2 separate regions of the Arachis hypogaea genome follow, and region 2 is linked to region 1. The links are chromatin contacts, called in public Hi-C maps. All regions are on one chromosome and are shown on one strand. The core of a region is the stretch at or near the end of the contact, and the rest is flanking DNA. Distances in the headings are between cores, read along the strand shown. Region 1 holds the start of LOC112782303 (protein WHAT'S THIS FACTOR 1, chloroplastic). Region 2 overlaps LOC112785113.

Region 1 (4,693 bases), core at 2,062-4,561:
GTTTCTAAGGAGTTTTATTGCTGTTGGTTTCTGAGAGAAATAACAGTGGAGTTTTATTGCTGTTGGTTTCTGAGAGAAATAACAGTGTTGATGGGTTTGGAACTGAAACATTTTACTTAATGTTTATCGTAACCATTTGGAATCCTTGAAGGTGTTCATTAAATCAAGTGAAGTTACGTTTAAACACGTTTTAAAATAGTAAGGGATGAGTAAAAGAGGTTAGTTTTTTTCGTTTTTTATTTCTGATTTTTTCATCTTTTTTTTTGAAAAAATATGGGTGAAAAAAGGGAAAAAGAAAAATTTGAAGATATTGATGATGGTTGTTACAATTAGGTTAATGAAGATGTAAAAATTTGAGGGTCACTTTTCGTAGATACTGATAGTGTGGCTGAAATTGATGCTGTAAAAATAGTTAGAAAGGTTCTGGGGTGAGGGTTGAATTGCTTCCATGCACTAGGGCTGATCACGTTTTTCACATAAAAATAGATTTTAAATATTTTTATATGTATAGTTGTGTTCTTGAAGAAATGCGTGTGAAACTTTTCTTTACAACTTTTGAATGTGACGTTTTGAAACAACTTAACTGTACTCCATCTTAGCTCCATCCGAATGGTTGGGATTTTGTGAGATGTTTTGAGTTTTTGATGGATTTTTTAGAAATAAAACCTTGTCTTGAATTGTTTTTCTCTTTGTTTCAAGTTAAAGGAGTTTAGAAAGAGGTTTGGGTAAAACTGAATAGTGCCCCGGATTTTTCGGTTTTCAAACTTTATAAGTCATCCTTTAAGAATTTTAAAGAGATGTTTTTGAAAATAAAGTCAGTGGACGTAGATTTTTTCTTCTATTATGTCACTAATGGGTCTCATTTGAGTCATATTAGAAGCATCCGGGGTCTTCGAAATTAAATATATATATGTGTGTGGTTGACACTTTTTAGTATTCTTCTACCTGTATAAAACTACGAACTGCCCGAAATACATCTCTGCCAACCAAATCTCAAAAATGCTGAAAAAATTTTGCAATCATGCCGTCATTCTTTGGAGTACTCTGGGGATGTACACTATCTTCACTTCGTCAAAAGAGACCAACTTTTGTAACCGACGGTTCATGGAAGCTGTAACCTTAGATTTGAAGTATGTAAAAAACAAATATGGATTAGCTTGGCAAGTTGAGGTGAAAATTCCTCGGAAGTAATTTTTAGCCACTACAATATCATTTGAAGTAACTACCTCGCCTTAAGGACTCACAAGCCTCCAAATTTTATTATCCCTCATTCTGGTTTTAAACTTTTGATGAAAGAATTTTGTATTTTAATCCCCTCTTTGAGCTACTTAACTCTAGATTTGGCTTTCTAGTACATTTTTTCGTCATGATAAGCGATCTCAAGTTTTCTCTCTAATTCGATCAGTTCGGTGTCACCAAAAATTCCAGCTAATCTCAGTTCCTCTATGCGATTAGTGAATTTCTCAATTGCCTTTCTTGAGTTCTGGTTGCCTGATGTCTGCTATTGTACTAATTTATGTTTGCACCCTTTAATCTTCTGCGCCTGAATAAACATAGCCGATCCTTCTATTCTCTCCCTCCAAACATCACAAACAATCCTCCTAACCTCTAGCATAGAGCACCATCTTTTTGAAATTTAAATCTTCTTTTAGATCTTTCAACACTTGGTTTGGACTTCATAAGAAAAGGCGCATGATCCGAACCTGTTTTTGATAATCTAAGCATCACTATAAAGAGGGATAGAGATTTATCCAATCAGCATTAGCAAAAATCTTATCTAATCTTTCTTGGATAAGATCGGTCCTCTGCGTTTATTAGACCATGTAAATGGCCTCCCCGACATGCCTAAATCCAAAAGAGATGTATCATTAATGAAATTCTGAAAATTAGTGATAGAAGATTGAGATTTATCATTACCATCCTATTCTTTAGTTTGGAAAAGGATGGCATTGAAGTCACCTGCAACTACAATTTCAAAATTGAGTTGCTGAATTATAGTTTGTAAATGCGTGAATTGAGAGTAGCGAATTTGCTCATTTATGTTCAAATAAACTCCTATTAGCCCCAAACTCTTTGCTAGAATCGAATCCTCTATTCTAGCCGCAATGTAAAATCAATCAGATTGCAAAATTTGGATCTTGACATCTTTCTTCTATGCCAATACCATGCCACTAGCCATACCATCCGGGTCTATCAAAAACTAGTTTTTAAAACTTATAAACCACATTTTAGTTTTTAAAACAGATAACTTTAATCACAACACTAACATTGAAATAGACAAAGTAGATTAATAAATTTTTAGTAAAGTTTATATTTCTATTAGTAATAGTACATAATAAAAATATAATTGATTCAAAAAATAGAAAATATAAAATTAAAATTAAAATTAAATTAAATATTTATATAATTATTTAATTCAAAGATTTATTATATAATTAGTTTTTGTCGTATATTACATTAAGAAGCATGGTAGTAGAGTAGTTTGTTGGAGACAATATAATCAAGAGATTATTTGTTCAAGAGATTCCTTGTTCGAACCATTTTTGAGCTAAATATTTTATTGTTAAAAATTATCATAATTAAATTTTTTGTTGAAAATGAGGTTCATACTTTCTACAACTCAAAATAAAATTGTTCAGTTAAATTATTTTTTCCATATTTTTTGTTTGTTTTCTTTGCTAGAATTTAAAAATGTTTTCATTATTACTCAATTGCTATTATAAATTGTTCTTTGTATTGATTTATAAAAATATAGATGCTAATTTTGAGATCACTCTTTAGATTTAATTTATTAATTGTTATCTTTTATTTTTTTATTTAAATTTAAAAAATATTTAATATTAATGAATATTTTGTTTTTTATATCATTAATTATGTCTAATAATTGATATTTTATTGTTATTAATATGTTTGTAAAATTTTTTTTTTTTAATGCCAATGAGTAATAGCTCAAATGGCATAGTCTCCCCGATTGCGGGTTCGAATCTCCTATCTTTGGTAAAAAAAAAAAAAAGCCAATGAATAATAGATCAAATAGATCAAATGGCATAATCTTCCCATACTCATCTAAGAGGTTGCGGGTTCGAGTCTTCATATTTTGGTAAAAAAAAAAAAAGAAAATTTAAACTTTAATTTTTTATTTTAATTTTATTTTTATTTAATTACGGCTAGATCAATTGGTTGGATCGGTGATCCGATAATCCGGTCGCACGATTAAAATAAAAAAAAACTGTTACCCTTTTTCTTTTCTCTAAGAAAAAGTATAGTATGCTAATTGCTAAACTTGCATGCTATACAAGAATACAGCCTCGTTTCTATATTTTTGCCCATGCTGTTTGATTGAATTAATCTAAGCCCAAGTAGCAGACAGCGGCGTAGGATAAGCGAATAAAAACAATTTAATTTGGGTCCAAAATCCAAATGCTACTGTTTTTTGCATAACCGCACAACCTCCTGCCTTCTAAAGTTCTAAGCAACTCTGTCAAAAACAAAAGGGTTCTAACTTCTAAGCAACCTTGACCAATTTTATTTTATTTTATTTTTTAAAAAAAAGAAAGAAAAGTTGTAAGAAACATTTCTACAAACACTTTGCATGCAAGAGTGACGAGTCTACTCTCACCGTCACGGCTTTCTCTCGCCGCCGCACTGCTGCCTCGGAGCGCCGCTGTACTGTTGCCGCTGCTCTATGCTACCGCTGATTTGCTATCCTGCTGCTGTTGTTCTCTATTCTTCTCAGTTCTCTATGTCGCTGCCTCCGTGCTATGTGAGTTTATTACTGAGCTACACTGATTTTCTTTTGCAATGTAATTATTCTTTTGCGTTTGTTAGATTGGATCAATCTATTGATATAAAAAAGATTGAACATTATTTATTTGATACTTGATACTGGAATATTTGGTGGTACTAGAATGTATTTATACTGATTTGGTGACATTATGACTGAAAATTTCAGTTGGCTTGAACTACGTTCAAAGTGCTGAATTTTTTATGACTTGAGTGTGATATATAATTGTACAAGTTCCCTCAAATGCTGAAAGATCCGATAAACCCCTCAGCGAGGAAGCTCATCGGAGCTTCAATTCTTTTCCGTCGATGGATGACGACCAGCAAGAGGGTTCAAGACAGGAGTAAGCAGAAGAGGGTTAACGATCTTGAGGTCGCAACCGAGAAGTGGAAGATACTCTCCAAAATCCTCTTCTTAATCGAGCTTCTGAAGCAACAGTCCGAGATGATTATCCCTGTTAGATCCCTTGAAAACTATCGTAAGCAGATCAATCTCCCAAAGCCACACAGAATCTCTGATTTCATTCGAAAGACGCCAAAGCTCTTTGAACTCTACAAGGATCGCAAGGGGGTGCTGTGGTGCGGCTTGACGGAGAGAGCCGAGGAATTGTTGCAGGAAGAACGGAGAGTTCTTGAGCAGCATTCCGATAAGGCTGCGGAACACGTTACGAGGTTGCTGATGATGTCGGTGGATAAGCGTCTCCCATTAGAGAAGATTGCTCATTTCAGAAGGGATTTTGGGTTGCCTATGGATTTTAGGGCTAATTGGGTGCACCAATATCCGCAGCATTTTAGGGTTGTGAAGTCCTTTGATGGCATTAATCAAGTTGAGTGCTTGGAGCTTGTGAATTGGAATCCTAATTGGGCAATAACGGAATTACAGAAGAAGGTTACAGGTGTAACTGAATCC
Region 2 (4,227 bases), core at 246-2,745, 64 kb before region 1:
TAATTAATTCTAATTTTATCCTTTTTACAAATTAAATTAGAATTTCATTCTTATTTCAATTTCTGTCTCCCACTTTGCACCAAACAGAATACTAAAATTTATTTCAATCTAGTCTCAGTCTTTCTGTCTCTGTCTCTCCACCAAACGCTACCTAAGTGTTTAAAACTTGACTAATCAAAATTTTCTTGGTTTGTCAGGTATGAAGTGCCATACAGTGAGCATTGCAGCTATGCAGAACTCAAAGAGTTTGTGAAACTTATATCCCCCGATAACATTATACCAAGTGTTAATAACAACGGACCAGAATCCGTCGATGCTATGATTTCTCTCATGTTGTCTTGATTTTGTTATACCTGTGAAATATTTTGCGAATACTGGTGTAACTGCTACAGTGGGAAGTTCTATGGTGTGGATTCAATATATTATCCCCATGTGTGGATCCTATGTGGAAGAGTTCACAATGAAACACGTGTACGCTGCCGAAGTTGTCTCTTGATTTAACCTCTATTTTTTTTTAATTTTCCACGGCATCTCCTAATCCGACAGGTCAAGAACTAATCCGCCACGATACTGAAGTCTATTTAAGGGTTTGCTGCTGACTAATGGGTTGCTACATACATAAGGCGGGATTCAAATCTCCGACACTTGCTTAAGCGGACTAGTGAACTAACTACTAGACCAACCCGACTTGTTCTCTTGATTTAACCGTTATTACGGTGTAAATGAAAAAGTAATCTGTTTTGTTTGTGTATAATCTTTTTTTCTGTTTTTGGGTTTTTATAGTTGAGCCCTTTTTATTGGGTTGGGTTAAGAGGCTTAAATGGATGAGTTTTTTTGTTTTTCATATGTATTAAGACATATTTGCCTAGAAGACCTATACCCAATTCAGATTGTCCATAAAAAATGTTTTTAAAGAACAAAAAAGAAGTTTGAAAAGATTTTATTTTGTGACAAAAATAGAAATTAATGTTGATAAAAAAATGTGTTTCTCACTTCTCACCTAGTTTCAGTCTCACTCATCATCTACACCAGAGAAGGGAGACTTTACTTGAATCCTAGCGCCGCTGACCCTATACCTTCTATATCGCCGAGCTACTCTCGTTGCCCAGGAGGTGCCGTCGATTCCGGAATCGCCCCCACGGAGCCTCCGTTTGTCAGGTTGGCGTCGCTGTGCAGAGAACGGACGTGAGGATCGTTTCGTCGCCGGCGCTCAAACCTCACAACATGCACTGTATCTTCTTGCTTTCTTGATCCATTTAATAATGTAAAATCCTATCCATAACACCATGACAAAATAATTTACATAAGAGTGCACGGCCTCTTTTTTTTATACTACTTTTATTCACAGAAAATTGTTTCTGTGCATCTGTAACAAATGTGGTGATCCAACCCATAGAGTAAAAAAAAAACACAAGTTGTCTATTAGTCCAACTTGTCAAAAATAATTAGCATTGAGTGTGTTTTATTACTATTTCATTAACCCACACATGTGGATAATATATTGAATCCTCACCATAGAACTTTCCTAAATAAAAATGTTCCTGCTGCACTATGAACAGAACGTGATACAAGCTTGCTTTTTTTTTTTTTTTGTAATTGAGGGGGCTAAGCCCAAAAAGAGAACAAAAACAAATCAACGGGGAGTAGAAGTGACATTAGTAGTTTAGTACAAGTCAGTGACTTCCCCTTAACATCATCTAAGTACAAAGAAATGAGTTCTTCAGGAAGGGAATCTAAGAATTTAAAAGGGCAATTCTTCTTTATAGCTTCCCTATTAATGAATATGAAGATTAGTTCCCAAGGTTTCCTTTTGAATTGAGCGATCTCCCTCACCGCCTCACTATGATGCACCTCCATATTGTCACAGTTGTTGATAATATCCACAATCTCCATTGAGTCTACTTCGACCTCTATTCTCCTCATTACCAAGTCTGCTGCCATGCGGAGCCCATGGATGACGCCCCAAAACTCTGCCTTTGCTGGAGAACAATCTCCTAAGTACGCCATAAATCCCCCTATCTATTCTCCATTGGTGGTCCGTATTAAACCTCCACATCCACTTCTCTTGCTTTGCTGGTGAGCAGATCCATCAGTATTAAACTTAATCTTATTATTCTCTGTATTGTGTCTGGTTAGAATTTTGTAGACTGAGACAACTGTAAAAATTTCATCTGTTGTATGATTCCAGCTTATTATGTCTCTTTCGACGTGTGTCCGGGGTGGATTTAGCAGTCTTATTTGCTCTAAAGTATTACTCGCGAGAAACTGCTCCATAATCCTAATGTTCCATTCCCCTCTTTCGTTCACATAATCCTGGACCTTGGCCAACTCTAACTCCTTAGGCACCTGAGTAACAGCTTCATTAAGAAGGCTTTTAAATTTAGCAATTCAGGAATCCTTCCAAAATAAAGCTCTCTTTCTTATCATTAACGTATGCATCATATAATTCTTCATCTCATTAACGCATGCATCATCATATTATTAATGCCTTATGCATTGCTTCATATATCTTCATTTTATTCACGCCAATTGCATTGCTTGCTTTATTTCATTATATGCTTCATATGATTCATTGCATACTTCGCTTGATTCACGCATAATAAAATATGCATGCCTTCCCTTCATTCATGCTAATAAAACATGCATGCCTTCCTTTAGCTTCATTAAATGCTTCGTAAGGCTTCAATGCTTCACGTTAAACATGCATGCTTCTTTATTGGCGTCATTAACGCCTTGTCCATGCATGCTTCTTGGGCCACGCTTGCTTTAAGGGTCACACTTTTAAAAGAGTGGCCTAAGGCTCCACAATGTATCATAAGCTTTAAAGCGTGTTCAAAACTTTCTCTTTACTTTTTTTGAGCTTGTTTTATGCTTTTTACTTCTTTTTCTGTTATTTTTTACAAAACTCATCAACTTAAAGGGATAAAAGAAATATACAAAAAAATTCAAAGAATTTTTGCAAGCTTCATCATCATCACTATTGCTCTAATCAAGGCACATGCATTGGTTCTTCTTTCCATAAGTAACTAGTCATCACGTTTGATATTTTTTTTTCACTCTTCTTTATTGTTTTGTTTAAGGTTAGGTATGTGTTTATGGAGTAAGTTTGGTGTACTATACCAAATTCGTATCCCACTGGATACTTAGCCTAGTTTACGTAGATTGTATCATATTAAGTTTGGTGTTACCACATTCACCATACAAACACAGTAACAACTTCATTATTTTACTTTATTTTGACTTCTATTTCATTCTGTTTTGATTTGGTTTCTTTTAATTGAATAAGCCTATGCATTAATTGAATTCTTTTACTTGATAATCCTGTTTCCATCACCATTACTTTTTCTTTTCTATGATACTTGAGAACAAGCAATCATTTTAAGTTTGGTGTTAGAGGCTATACTCTACATAGCTAAAGGTAATGAAGAAGAACATGATGAAGAGAAAGGCAGTGAGAACTAAGGTTGTTTCATTCTTTTTTAATTATATGTATGTGCTTTATTTTATTCTATCTTATATAATGCATTTAAGATTTCTAATTGTCAAGTACATATCTTATCCATCACAACCCACAATTAATTGTGCTTGCTCCTGAATATAAGCAATGAGTCATGCACTGAGAAAGAAACAAAAAGAAGAGGTATTGATCATAAAGAGCATGACAAATTGAGTTTGAGAAGGCAAACTAACTAAGAATATTCAACCCAATCTGAGCCACATTACTTGAGGCTTTAGTTTAGAAGAATATTATAGAATCTTTATACTTGACAAAATCTTGGAGATGCAAGAATATAAGAAATAATAAATAAGAAAAAGGGGTTGTAAGAGAAACCAATGGTTCTGAGTACCACTGACTAAGGAAATTAAAAGAAAAATAAGCTCAAAGAGCATCCTAGTCAAGTACTTGTGGTGCTTATGTATTAAGCCAAAAGCTTGAAAACAAAGCATTTAGAGTCATGGTTAAACTCAAGGTGCAAAGCACCCCCCTAAAATGAAAAAGCCAAAAATTCTGAGCACCAATGGTGGGGAAGAATGAAAAGATAAAATAAGCTCAAAAAGCTCCCTAATTATGTGCTTGTGATGTTTTTGTGTGTCAAGCAAAGCTTGAGACAAAATATTTAGAGTCACAGCTAGGCTCAAGGTGCAAAGCACCCAATGAACTTAAATGGTGGAAAGAAAGTAAATAGGCCTGCTTCAAGGTAATGATTCAAAAAAGAATTCTATAAT

The links. Hi-C and Micro-C count contacts between places; a contact is called where the count stands out from the background.
Region 2: a contact with region 1 is called in a Hi-C map of leaf, with 5 times the contacts expected there. The contact joins the enhancer-like site here to the promoter of LOC112782303 in region 1. A contact is called at or near these places in 3 of 8 Hi-C or Micro-C datasets (all in leaf).

What each region holds. Positions count from the first base shown.
Region 1 is chr20:119,031,226-119,035,918 of arahy.Tifrunner.gnm2.J5K5, reverse strand. It overlaps LOC112782303 (protein WHAT'S THIS FACTOR 1, chloroplastic), which reads left to right and starts at 3,311. Exons shown (of 3, transcript XM_025824646.3): 1 at 3,311-3,763; 2 at 3,953-4,693. The coding sequence starts at 4,028.
Region 2 is chr20:119,094,004-119,098,230 of arahy.Tifrunner.gnm2.J5K5, reverse strand. It overlaps LOC112785113, which reads left to right. Exons shown (of 10, transcript XM_025828549.3): 10 at 198-892. The coding sequence ends at 342. Among protein-coding and RNA genes, the nearest start is that of LOC112785113, 6.1 kb to the left of the region's middle. Within about 2 kb of position 1,495, at least 3 of the 3 cell types and tissues checked have open chromatin away from gene starts, as enhancers often do.